Regions from separate parts of the Sus scrofa genome. Here region 1 is linked to region 2. Evidence: chromatin contacts called from public Hi-C data. All regions are on one chromosome and are shown on one strand. The core of a region is the stretch at or near the end of the contact, and the rest is flanking DNA. Distances in the headings are between cores, read along the strand shown.

What was found. A called contact is a pair of places that touch in the nucleus more often than the background predicts.
Region 1: a Hi-C map of embryonic fibroblasts shows a contact between it and region 2, with 2.0 times the contacts expected there. The contact joins two enhancer-like sites. A contact is called at or near these places in 1 of 5 promoter capture datasets (liver), 18 of 47 Hi-C or Micro-C datasets (embryonic fibroblasts, epiblast stem cells, fetal heart ventricle and 10 more) and 1 of 2 datasets of contacts at active chromatin or transcription factors (skeletal muscle).

What each region holds. Positions count from the first base shown.
Region 1 is chr12:53,893,004-53,899,610 of Sscrofa11.1, reverse strand. No RefSeq gene overlaps it. Among named protein-coding and RNA genes, the nearest start is that of CCDC42, 12 kb to the right of the region's middle. Within about 2 kb of position 3,285, at least 4 of the 83 cell types and tissues checked have an H3K27ac peak or open chromatin away from gene starts, as enhancers often do. A contact at or near this core is called in embryonic fibroblasts, where this site is marked.
Region 2 is chr12:53,751,901-53,758,978 of Sscrofa11.1, reverse strand. All of the region lies in intron 3 of MYH10 (myosin-10), which reads left to right. Among named protein-coding and RNA genes, the nearest start is that of MYH10, 26 kb to the left of the region's middle. Within about 2 kb of position 1,483, at least 5 of the 83 cell types and tissues checked have an H3K27ac peak or open chromatin away from gene starts, as enhancers often do. A contact at or near this core is called in embryonic fibroblasts, where this site is marked.

The DNA of each region.
Region 1 (6,607 bases), core at 2,036-4,535, 140 kb before region 2:
ACCATGAGGATGCGGGTTCAATCCCTGGCCTTGCTCAGTGGGTTAAGGATCCGGCATTGCCATGAGCTGTGGTGTAGGTCACAGACGTGGCTTGGATCTGGCGTTGCTGTGGCTCTGGTGTAGGCCGGTGGCTACAGCTCTGATTTGACCCCTAGCCTGGGAACCTCCATATGCCGCAGGTGCAGCCCTACAAAGAAAAAAGAAAAAAAAAAAAAAGGAGTTCTTTTATTAAATTCTAACTTTCTTTCTCTATGGTTGGGAAATGTAAGCCATGCCATTCTTTGTAATTTGTGGGGATTTTCTTTGTTTGTTAGATATAAAGTGTTCTGTGTGTACACATATTTTAGTTTGACTATTAATTGTTAGTCAGATGTTCTATTTTGCTTATATTTGACCTGCTTGATATATCATATTCTGAAAGAATCGTGATACAACCTCCAGATATAATTGTTGGTTTATCTGTTTCCCTCAGTTTTTTTTGTTTTATTTTATTTATTGAAGTACAGTTGCTATACAATATTATGTCAGTTACAGGTGGACAATAGAGTGAGTCACAGGTTTTAAAGGTTGTACTCCGGGGTTCCCGTCGCGCTGCTGCAGAATCAAATCCGACTAGGAACCATGAGGTTGCAGGTTCGATCCCTAGCCTTGCTCAGTGGGTTAAGGATCTGGCGTTGCTGTGGCTGTGGTGTAGGCCGGCAGCTGTTGCTCTGATTGGACCCCTAGCCTGGGAACCTCCATACGCCGAGAATGCGGCCCTAAAAAAATAAAAAAATAAATAAAGTTTATACTCCATTTAGAGTTATTATAAAATATTGGCTGGCATCCCCATGTTGTACAATATATACTTCTAGTTTATTTTATATATAATAGTTTGTACCGGAATTCCCGTCGTGGCTCAGTGGTTAACGAATCCGACTAGGAACCATGTGGTTGAGGGTTCGATCCCTGGCCTCCCTCCGTGGGTTAAGGACTCGGTGTTGCTGTGAGCTGTGGTGTGGTCGCAGATGTGGCTCGGATCCTGTGCTGCTGTGGCTGTGGCGTAGGCCAGAGGCTACAGCTCCAATTAGACCCCTAGCCTGGGAACCTCCATATGTCTCGGGAGTGGCCCTAGAAATGGCAAAAAGAAAAAAAGAAAAAAAAAATAGTTTGTACCTCTTAATCCCCTCCCCCTACATTGACCCGCCCACCTTCCCCCATTTTTGCTGTTTGTTGCTTTATATATTTTGAGGGACATGACCGGGCCTGTGTATGTTTATAATTATTTTTCTTGATTTATTATTCCTTATTAATGTTATAATATCTCTATTTGTCCTTTGTTGTTTTTTACCCTAAATTCATTTTTTTTTTCCTTCTGATGTTAAAATTGCTACCATGGAGTTCTTTCATTTTTAATGTGCCAGGATTTTTTAACGTTCGATTTTCCAATTTTGTTTAAATGGTCTCTCACCAAAAAATATATTATTGCAACTTATTTTATAGCCAATCGAAGAGTCACTGATTTGTGGGTCTCAGTCATCTTTTGATTCATTCACGTTGTGTTAGGACTTTCTCATTTTGTGTTTTCTGTTTACTCTGCTTTCTCCTCCTTTCCATCTCGGAATGGTCAAAAGGTCTTTCCTTCAGTTGAAAAGTTTGGATTTTCTACTTTCGATTGGCAAGATCACATTATTCTGTAGAAAATAATGTATCCCAGGAGTTCCCGTCATGGCGCAGTGGTTAACGAATCCGACTAGGAACCATGAGGTTGCAGGTTCGATCCCCAGCCTTGCTCGGTGGGTTAAGGATCCGGTGTTGCTGTGAGCTGTGGTGTAGGTCGCAGACGTAGCTCGGATCCCGAGTTGCTGTGGCTGTGGTGTAGGCCGGCAGCTACAGCTCCGATTAGACTCCTAGCCTGGGAACCTCCATATGCTGCGGGCGCGGCCCTAGAAAAGGCAAAAAGAAAAAAACAAAAACAAAACCAGAAAATAACATATCTCATTTATACTCTTCTCATGCTTAACCCTAACTTTTGACCCTTAATTATGCATATTTCCCACCCCCCCAACCCCCGTCAGCTTTTTTTTTTCTTTCTTTCTTTTTATGGCTGCACCCGTGGCATGTGGGAATTCCCAGGCCCAGGGATTGAATCCAAGCTGCGACCTGTGCCACAGCCATTGCAATGCCACGATCCTTTCACCCACTGCACTGGGCCGACGATCGAACCTGTGCCTCCACATCAACCCGAGACGCTGCAGACAGGTTCTTAACCCATGGTACCGCAGTGGGAACTCCTCCCCCATCAACTCCCTAAGCTTAACAAATCGGTGTGTTTCCTTAAACAGGACAGGTCCCCTAGCATGAGTTCATCACCCTCTGGCTTGTTCTCCTTCCGTCAAGTCTCCCCGTCCCTTCCCCAGCCATGCTTCTAATTTATTCCTGAATTATCTGTCTCATTTATGTATATTCCCACCACGGGAGAAGCACTGCCCATTCAGGCAACATTATCCTTTTCTAGGGTATGTTCTCCTCTTTGCGTATCTCATGGCTTCATCCTGGATTCATCTCCCCATCTTACTGAGGGTCTTCTCTTTTAAAAAGGCTTTCAAGGGAGTTCCCGTCGTGGCGCAGTGGTTAACGAATCCGACTAGGAACCATGAGGTTGCGGGTTTGGTCCCTGCCCTTGCTCAGTGGGTTAAGGATCCGGCGTTGCTGTGGTGTAGGTTGCAGATGCGGCTCGCATCCCGCGTTGCTGTGGCTCTGGCGTAGGCCGGTGGCTACAGCTCCGATTGGACCCCTAGCCTGGGAACCTCCATATGCCACGGGAGCGGCCCAAGAAAGAGCAGCAACAACAACAACAACAAAAGACAAAAAATAAAATAAATAAATAAAAAATAAATAAAAAGGCTTTCAAGGGAGATGAGCTTCTGGAATGGTGAAGTGAGGGTCTCGGTGAGCCACGCTCCCCAAAACCCAACAAAAATACTGGCAACACAACTAAAGTCAACCGTGTTAGAACTCTAGAAATGTACAAAAGCCACTGAACTGAGAGTTATCGACCCGAGAGAAACCATTGAACTTCCACCAGACGGTGGTGTCCGTGGCATTTTAACTTGCCGCTGTCCCCATCCTCTCTCCCTCCCCAGCTTGGTGGCCCAGGAGCCATGAAACGTCAGCAGGCTGAAAGCCCACGGAGACGACTCATTTCCTTTGGGACTCTGTTCCAAGCGCAGTCCTAGAACACAGTCAATCCTTTGCCCAAGTGAGAGGCTCCCTGAAAAAAATCTCAGTTCATAAGGTATTGTAACTATTTGATGTGACTCATAGCTGGGATGAGGGGAGAGGGTTTATCGCCAAGCCATCATCAAAAAACGATAGCAAGCTGCGAATGATATCTTGGCTGCTAAGGTGGTGATTTCGGCTGGAGCAAACACAAGTCTGGCCAACAGCAGTTTTGAAGGAATCCTGGAGAGCTTGAAACCACAAGAAACTTTGAAAAGCTCCACCGTATTCCTGGAGATCTAGAAGGCTATGCATATATGTATTGTGTGTGTGTGTGTGTGTGTGTAGACCTTGGAAAAAGGCCCCAGACACTCACCTCAGATTGACCTTCAGGCTCCGGGTACCCAAGAAGTGAAAGCTGAGTCTGTCTGTAAACTACCCGCAGTTCAAATGTGTGTCTCTACACCCAGACCTGTGTCAAAGGGTAGAAGACATACAAGCAAGGCATTGAGGGAAAGCTTTAGACCGATCACTGACTTACTACTAAATTATACTGAACTTGGAGTGAACCCTAGGAACCCAGACTCTAAAATAAGAACGTAAAAAGAAAAAAAAAAAGCCAGCAGAGAACTCAAGGGCTACACACTGCAAGGAATATAGACTCAATAGAATTCATTCAGAAACATCAGTAACAAATAAGTAACACAAGAAAAACAACAAAAAACCAGCAACAACGACCAAGAAAGAATCTGATTTCAGGTCATTATATATATTATTTTATTATTTTTAATTTATTATTATTTGTCTTTTTAGGGCCACACCCGTGGCATATGGAGGTTCCCAGGCTAGGGGTCACATCAGAGCCACAGCTGCTGGCCTGCGGCACAGCCACAGCAACGCTGGATCCTTAACCCACTCAGCAAGGCCAGGGATGGAACCTGCAACCTCATGGATACTCGTGGGTTCGTTAACCACTGAGCCACAACAGGAACACCAGAATATATTATTTTAAATGTCTCATTTTTGACAAAAAAATGTATAAGATGTGCAAAGAAACAGAAAAGTATGCCACATAATAATAAACAGTCAGCAGACAATATCCCCGAGGGGGCACAAATGTTTAATTTAGTAGACAGAGACTTTAAATCAGCTATTTATTACGAATATGTTTAAAGAACTAAAGGATGCTGTATGTAAAGGGTTAAAGTATGACCACCATGTCTCACCAAATAGGGGCTATGAACAACGACAACGAAAATAGAAATTACAAAAAAAGAATCAAAGAGAAATTCTGGAGTTGAAAAGCATAATCCCTGAAGTGGAAAAAAATCACTAAAAGGGCCTCAAGAGCAAATCTGGGCTGAAGAAGAGAGAATCAGCACCTTGAAGGTAGATGAACAGAAATTACCCAGTCCAAGGAAAAGAATGAATAAGATGAACAGAGGCGAGTTCCCGTCGTGGCGCAGTGGTTAACGAATCCGACTAGGAACCATGAGGTTGCGGGTTCGGTCCCTGCCCTTGCTCAGTGGGTTAACAGTCCAGCGTTGCCGTGAACTGTGGTGTAGGTTGCAGACGTGGCTTGGATCCCGCGTTGCTGTGGCTCTGGCGTAGGCCGGTGGCTACAGCTCCGATTCGACCCCTAGCCTGGGAACCTCCATATGCCGCGGGATCGGCCCAAAGAAATAGCAAAAAGACAAAAAAAGAAAAAAAAAGAAAAAACAGCCCTACAGGATTCCCTTAAGCATACCAACATACACATGACAGGAGTTCCAGAAGGAGACGAGAAATACGAAGAAAATAATATTCTAAAAAATAATGACAAAAACGTCCCAAGTTTGATGAAAAAAATTAGTTTTGTTGTATTCTGTCCAAGTGCGTTTCCCCCCCTACAATCTGGACTTTTTTCAACTTGAGTCTCTTCCAGAAATTCTTGGTCATTTTTTTTTCTTCCAATAGTTCATCCCTCCCCATTGTTTTTTCTTCTTATGAAATTTCCATTATGACTTAGATTTCTATTTTTTGCTTCCATCCTCTGTGTCTTAATTTTATTCTTGATCTCTTTCTGGTGGCTTCCAGGAGAGTTGCTAAAAATGGACTTTCTACCCACTAACTGTTCTTTGTCGATACCCACCTGCTAGTCAATGCAGCCATTAAGTATTTCACTGCGTTTTTACGCCCATTCTATCCTTTGAATTCCTTCGTCATTTTATGCTTCTTCTAGCTTCCTGTTTTCTGTATCTCCACTCCTCTCTCTGAGGATAGTTGTTGGGTCTTATTATTTTTTTTTTTTTTTGCTTTTGTCTTGTTGTTGTTGTTGTTGCTATTTCTTGGCCGCTCCCGCATATGGAGGTTCCAGGCTAGGTCGAATCGGAGCTGTAGCCACCGGCCTATGCCAGAGCCACAGCAACTCGGGATCCGAGCCGCGTCTGCACCTACACCACAGCTCACGGCAACGCCGGATTGTTAACCCTGAGCAAGGCAGGACCAACCTGCAACCTCATGGTTCCTAGTCGATTCGTTAACCACTGCGCCACGACGGGAACTCCATGTTGGGTCTTATTTTAAGAGATTATTCCCTTGAGCCATTGGCTCTGTTTCCTTTTTCCTTTGGTGCAGGTTCTTGGGGCGGCTCCCTTTCTTCTATAATAATTCCCCTCCTTAGACACCTCATTATTTTTCCCTATGAATGCCTGTCCATGGGGCCACCAATGACCTTGGCTGGCCATGTGTTTTTTGGGCAGTCGGGGCCTCTGGTGTTGCTGTCCCAAAGCCACCCCTCCCCTTTTCCTGTCCCAACCAGGCAATCCTCTTGCGGAGTAAATCTTCCAGAATCTCATCCCCAGACGTGGTTCTTTTCCAGGGGCTGCCTTCCTCTTGCAACTTCCTCGTGGAAGAGGGAAGGTTCAGGTGTCTCCGGCCTGGGAGCCCTACACGTGTTCCAATGCTGCCTCCTCCTCATCTTGTGCTCTGGGCTGGCATTAGGTTGGCACTGGGCTAATGCTATTTTTCTTGCCAAATGGTGGAAACAGGGTGTGCAGAGATAGTCCCAGAGGAAATCTGAAGGAGAGAAATGGCCTCGTCTGAGCCCCGCTGTTTTGGTAACTGGCCCTCTTCTGCTGACGACTATTAGAGAGAGAAAGAGGAGTTCCCGTTGTGGCGCAGTGGTTAACGAATCCAACTAGGAACCATGAGGTTGCAGGTTCGATCCCTGGCCTTGCTCAGTGGGTTAAGGATCCAGCGTTGCTGTGAGCTGTGGTGTAGGTCGCAGATGTGGCTTGGATCCTGCATTGCTGTGGCTGCGGTGTAGGCCAGCAGCTGTAGCTCTGATTCAACCCCTAGCCTGGGAACCTCCATATGCCGCAGGTGCGGCCCTAGAAAAGACAAAAAAAAAAAAAAAAAAGGAGAG
Region 2 (7,078 bases), core at 234-2,733:
ATGTATACATGTATGTGTAACTGGGTCACCTTGCTGTGCAGCAGAAAATTGACAGCAGCACTGCAAATCTGCTATAATGAAAAAAATAAAAATCATTATTTAAAAAAGAAGGAAAAAAAATAAAATTAATCATAAAAAAAGCATCTAGTTTTGGGAGCTCCCACTGCAGCACAACGGGATTGGCAGTGTCTTGGGAGCACTCAGATGAGGTTCGATCCCTGGCCCCGGCACAGTGGGTTAAGGATCTGGCATTGTCACTGCAGTGGCCTGGGTTGCTGCTGTGGTGTGGGTTTGATCCCTGGCCCAGAACTTCCACATGCTGTGGGCAGGGCCAAAAAAAGAAAAAAGCATCCAGTTTTTATATAATTTGGTCTCCACCACAAGCCAGTATAATCAAAGCTCTGTCAAATTAGTTTTAAAACCAACAAGAAGGGCCAATAGGAAGAATAATAGACAAGGTGGATGCATCACTGGGGAGAAAAAGATCATAAAATATTTTTAATTGAAATACATGAAAAAGGACGTAAGTTGAACAGCGTGTGTCAGCTGGTTGGTTGCAATTGTTTCCTCTTGGATTTAGAATGAAATATATGTTTGAAGAGTCAATCATTTGCGCTGTGGCTTCAGATACAACGGTTTATGGAGGAGTTTTTTTTGAAAAGTAGAACGTAGCATTTAATATTATTGCTCAACAAGACTGCATTTAAACATGGGACTTCCTAGCACTAAGAGAAATCTATAATAACTGCCTCTCTTTTTTAAAAAACATAAATTCTATAGGATATAATAAAATCTATGATGTTCTTATGAAACGGTTCCACGATCTTCAGAAAACAGTATGTTGGAGTTCCCTGGTGGCTCAGTGGGATAAGGATCCAGCCTTGTCACTGCTGTGGCGCAGGTTCAAACCTAGCCTGGGAACTTCTGATTGTCGAGGGCGAGGCCAAAAAGAGAAAGAAAATGCGATGCTGCGTCTACTTACCATCAGTCCCAGGTCATGGAGAGGCTGCCTGGGCGCTGAGTCTGAAGGGTCGTGTGAGGGAGCTAGTAAGAATAATACCCATTTCCTCCTCAGGTATATCTGGATGCTTATTACATAGCAGGTCCTTAGAGGCAAACAGGAAGTGCTTCAGGGCGAGACTCGTGGCTTCGATCACTAAGGAGAGGCTTGCAATCCAAAATGAACTTAGGCTTCAAAAAAAAAAAAAAAAGATTCAATGAGTAACCCTTTCTTAAGTTCAGAGCCAAAGAATGTTAAGAAATGGCCACAACTGTGATAAATTGCCATTAGCTAATGGAGAAAGAAGAATCATCAGCCTTTTTTTTTTTTTTTGTGGCTGATTCTGTGTCTCTGTTGAGAAGATGGATCTTTATATGCAGAAAAGCACTTGTATGAATGGGTAAACTTTGCCTTATATGGGAGAAGAAATTGGCAAACGTACACTCCTGCTCTAATTGAATCCACATTTCCTCGTCTAAATAGACGCGGTCTCGCAATTGAGATGACTTGGCCCCCTGGTGTTTGAAGGACTGTGTGGAAGAGGAGTCTCCATGGGCTCACGTACATAATTCCAATGTTTTTAAAGGGGAAGAAGCTCTACACTATTGAGCTTAATATACCTGCCAGGAAAGATTTGAGAATCTGTTGTTAACCGTCTCGGAAAGGCATGAAAATATTCCTCCCGTTACTTGAGGCTGTGCTGTCAACTTACTGGAGAATTAGGACTTCTCTGGGGTATCCCTGTGTTGTGGGTGCAGAGTTGTTCTTGGGGTGCTGATTAATGACGGGGACTGGCTGGGTGTCAGGGTGTGCGCCGAACGTTGTCTGCCCTTACCAACATCTAATCCGTGTCCTTGAAGATGCAGGATGCAGGAGTTCCCGTCGTGGTGCAGTGGTTAACGAATCCCTGACCAGGAACCATGAGGTTGTGGGTTCGATCCCTGGCCTGGCTCAGTGGGTTAAGGATCCGACATTGCCGTGCACTATGGTGTAGGTTGCAGATGCAGCTCGGATCCCGAGTTGCTGTGGCTCTGGCGTAGGCTGACGGCTACAGCTTCAATTCAACCCCTAGCCTGGGACCCTCCATATGCCATGGGAAGTGGCCCTAGAAAAGGCAAAAAGACAAAAAACAAAACAAAACAAAAAAGATGTAGGATGCATGCGCATAAAATTTATAGGTGACATGACACTAAGAGGAAAAGAAATACATTTAATGGAAAGAAGCAGAATTCTCAGAGGCTCTTCAGGAGTTCTCATTGTGGCTCAGTGGGCTAAAAACCCAACGAGTATCCATGAGGGTGCAGGTTCGATCCCTGGCCTTGCTCAGCAGATTAAGGATCCAGCATTGCCGCAAGGTGCGGCATAGGCTGCAGGTGCAGCATAGGCTGCAGATGCGGCTCAGATCTGGCTGGCGTGGCTGTGGTGGAGGCTGGCAGCTGCAGCTCCAATTCGACCCCTTGCCAGGGAACTTCCATATGCTGCAGGTGTGGTCCTAAAAAGAAAAAAAAGAAAAAAGAAAAGCTCTGGACAGGTTGAATGGTGGATTAAAACTAACAGAATAGTTAACGGGGGTAAATGTTAAACCCCCCATTACTGGGTTCCCAAGCCAAGTCTCTGAGTACAGAATGAGGAAGATGGGGCTTGCCAGCATGTGGTATTGTTAATACTATCGTTAGTGCTAGCGTGACCCTTTATTGACTGTCAGAGTGTGCCAGGCACTGGGCTCAGTGCTTGAATGTGTATTGTTTAAGCCACAACAGCCATCCTGTAAGGTAAACGGAATTACTATCCCAATTTTTTTTTCTGTGTGCATTTATTTAAGAAACAAAACCCATCAGTCCCTAAAGAGACGCAGTGCTCCCCACCCCCAGTATTCCCTCTGTCCTCAGCTTTGCACTATCCTAGTTTTGCTGAGGCCCAAATGGTGACCAAGAAAATGATAGCAAGAGGTATGAATGAGGATGCAAAACCAAGGCCACGTGACACATTCTTATTCACAGTAGTAAACTTGCATGTGAAAGTTAGAAGAATTAGTCGATAGTTTTGATTATGTGATAATTAAAAACAGACAATAAAAACAAAACAAAACCCCCACCCCCTCCCACTCTACCAAATTCCATCGCATTTCCTTGTGTAAGAAGGGGGCCACCGGCCGCCGCAGGACACAGGACACAGCACAGTCGGGTGGGACGTCTCCTTGGGCAGGCGGACAGCAAGCAGCTCGTGCACCTGCTCGTGACGCGCACACCAGCTCCCGGGGCTCACCCGGCTAGGGTTTCACTTACAGATGTGAGCAGTAGCTGTACGTCAGTGGGCTACAAAGAGGGTCCATCGCATGAGAGGGGCCCGTGTGGAGGACCCCGAGCACATGGCCCCCCTGAACAGACTTTTTTTTTTTAATCAAAAACAGAAGAGAGCTTAATGTTTTCCCTGAACTTTAGCTTGCAGGGGGTAGTGCATCAGTAAGACGCAGAGTGTGCCTGGCACATAGTCGTTGCCTAGGAAATACTCCTCGACCGCATGAACAGAGGTAGAATTCTTGGACATAAACTTGCTTTCACGAATCACAAACCCCGCAGAGCATGGAATGGCAGAAGTGGTATTATTGGAAACTAAGGCGGGAATCGAGCACTAACTCAAGGCATTCTTCCAGAATGCACCGCCAAAAGAAACGGATGCGAATTATGACAGAAAGAGGAGCAGACGTGGAGTACATACATCTAGACTTGTAGGAGCCATGAAAGAAGTGAATTTTTTTTTTTTTTTTTTTACTTTTTTGACTGCCCCACAGCATATGGAGTTCCCTGGCCAGGGGTCAGATCAGATCCAAGCTGCAGTTGCGACCTATGCTGTACCTGCAGCGACACTGGATCATTAACCCTCTGTGCTGGGCTGGGGATGGAACCTGCCTCCTGGTGCTGCAGAGATGCCGCCCATCCTGTTGTGCCACAGCACAGCAACGTGGGATCCGAGTCATGTCTGTGACCTACACCACAGCTCACGGCAACGCTGGATCCTCAACCCACTGAGCGAGGCCAGGGCTCGAACCCACATCCTCATGAATCCTAGTCAAGATTCGTTTCCACCAAGCCGCAGCAGGAACTCCAACAAAGGGTATTTTTGACAAAGTTCTGAAGAAAGACGAGTCCTGAGACTGAGTAGGTTCAGTAAGTGCGGGGAAGGAATCCCGAAAGGAGACCCATGGCTGCCCTCCCGCAGGAGGTGTGGGGGGCGCAAAATGAGGTGACCTCAGCGGAGAGGGTGTCCCTGGGCTCAGACTGCTCTCCTGCAGCCCCATGAGTTAGAAATTGAACACAGCCACACGGAGACCCGTGCCTGGTACATGGTCATACCTGGGGACCTAAGACCGCTAAGAGCGCAGGCTCCCCCACCGTGGCCTCCACTCGGGAGCACGGCTGCCAACCCTCTGTTGACCTAGATAAACACAAAGGCAAGTTGCGCGGTAACAGTAGTTGCAGGGGCCACCACGAATGTCTAAGACCCGAGGGCCTTGCGTCTTCCGAGAGTCTGAGAATCCCCGTCTCCTTGTTCGGCCTGCTTTCCTGGTCATGTCTTCATTCCCGTAATGCTCTCTCTTTGTTGGGCCTTTGGAAACTCCCACTGTGGGGTGTGCACACTTGCCTGTGTGTTCAGTTTTCTTTTCCTGGTGGCTTTCCCCTGGGTATGGGGTTTCAGCCACTCCGTGAAGGTGGTTCCCCCCCCCCCACTGCGATCCATGCACAGGGAGATGGGGTCAGTGTCCTTCCTCCCAGTGCCTCTGCTGGACCATTATTACTGATGGCAGCCTTTCCATTATCCCTTGAAGACGCTGGCCCGCCTCTGATGCCCTCATCGCCTGTAGCGGCTTTCTCCTGGGTTCCCCTGCCCCTTCTCTGTGACAGGTCTAGCCCGACATGTCATGCCCTTTCCTCTGGGCCTCGAGACCTGCCATAACCCTGTGTTACTTCTAGTTTTTCATGAACAACCAGATCTTTCCGGTCTCAATCTTATCCTCTCACTCAGGCTGCCAACTCCCTAGACTCTGTCACCCTCTGAAATTGCCTTATTTTTCAAATATTTCAGACATTCTATTGCAAAACCCTTCCGTCTTGGCAGTTCAGTCAGTAAGTCTCCTGACTGTGTTCTTTGATTCGGGTTATAACTCTGGTCTCTGCCCTATTCTGCTTTTCCTGTGTATTAGCGGTACCGCCTTGACCTCGTGTCCCCTGTGGATTTCAGCTCTCCTCTGTCAGTATCCTAAACCCCTGGTCCCTTTGTCCCTTTGTTCCATGTGGCTCGATCTTCATCACCTGGATGAGTCGAGATGCTTGTCTTTTTTAATGCTCTCGCTTGGCTTGCTGGTGCCTCCGGAGTTGTGTTTGCACACCCGAACAGATGGCTAGTCCGGTAATTTCATGACCACGAGCCCAGGTTCCATGCAGACTGCTCCTTGCTCATCCTTATTCGTCTGTTAAGGTTCGAATCACACTCTCTGTAATGACCATCTCGAACCTCTGCCTGCTTCAGACCCCGGGGCCCCTGTGGCCCCCTTTCCTCTCCAGCTGGTGCCCCCGACCCCACTTCCACAGAGAACCAGAAGCCACTGGAGAGGAGCTGCCCAGCTTCCTGAGCCAGATGTACCAACCATCCTCTCCTGGGTCCCCTCCTGTCAGAGGCCAGTCTTCCCAGTTCCTGCACCCCTGCCAGGAATCCGTCTCGGGGCTCTCACAGCGTGCTTATCTTCTCTTTCCTTTTTACAGGCTTCCCCCCCCTTTCTAATTTTTTTTTATTAAAGTATAGTATAGATTTGCAGTGTTGTGCCAGTTTCTGCTGTATAGCGGAGTGAGCTAGGCATCCACATGTAGACATTCTTTTTCGTATCGTGTCTTTCCAGCTCTCATGTTTGCATTCAATATGCTAAAGTTTCCCCCTGACTTTAAAAAAGAAAGTTCTCTCTTCCATCCTCTCCTTCTCTGCGGCCATACTCTTTGAAAGTGTCTGCCGGTAGGTGGGTAGAGACGGTCGGCGGTAGGAACTTGTGACGATGCTCCTGTTTTCTCAGCGAAACACAAAGCGAGGCTTCAGCTGAGAGCGAGGAAGAGGGAACAGAGATAGAATTTTAAGGGAGAAAGAGTTATCTAGAAGAGCCAGATAATGCTTAAATTACACCATTACATCACATTTTTAAAACAACAGCTATTGGAAATGCAAAGATGTGACCCGCAATTATAGAGGGAACTTTCATATGCTTCTCTCAGAACTGGAGATGAGTAGGGGAAGAAAGAACATAAAGAGTGTGATTAGGAGTTACCTGGTGGCCTAGCGGTTAAAGGCTCTAGTGTTGTCACTGCTATGCAGAGGGTTTGATTCCTGGCCCAGGAACTTCCACATGCCATGGGTGCAGGCCCCCACCCCCAAAAAAGAATGTGAGAATGTGATCCATACAATTTAGCAAGCTTGAACTGAAAAATGTATGTGCAGTACTACTATCCATCGAGCAGAAAGAACATTTATAACCGTGGCTTGTCATTTCTGTGCTGAGCCACCGATAAAAATCTGAGATCAGGCCCCATTCTCTGACCACGGTGCAGTAAGACAAGATGTTAACAGCAAGATTTCCAACTGGGTTTGTTTTTGTAGGCGTGTTTTTAATGAGCTCTTCTTGCCGTTTTTGCTCTTAACCATTCATCTTATATGGCTTTTTTGGTAAAAGAAGAAATCAAAATAGCTATTACAGATTCTTTAGAAAGGAACCACCACAAAATACCACATATAAAAAATTTATGGTTTATGGCAAAAAAACTGCTTCAAGAAGAATTCATAGCCATAAGTGTTTTTATTCGTAAATAATAATCTGTGGACAAGTTAAGCCTTTTACTCATACGGTAGATGAAAGACAACTTTATGATAATTCATTGAGCTGTACTTGTCTCATGAGCTTTTGCTTATGTCATTTCACAATAAAAAGAACGTTCTTTTAAAAGGTACAGCCTGGACGTTGTCTCTGCAGTGGCTTGGATCTGATCCCTGGACCAGGAATTTCCATATGCCTTGGCTATGGCCAAAAAGTAAATAAAA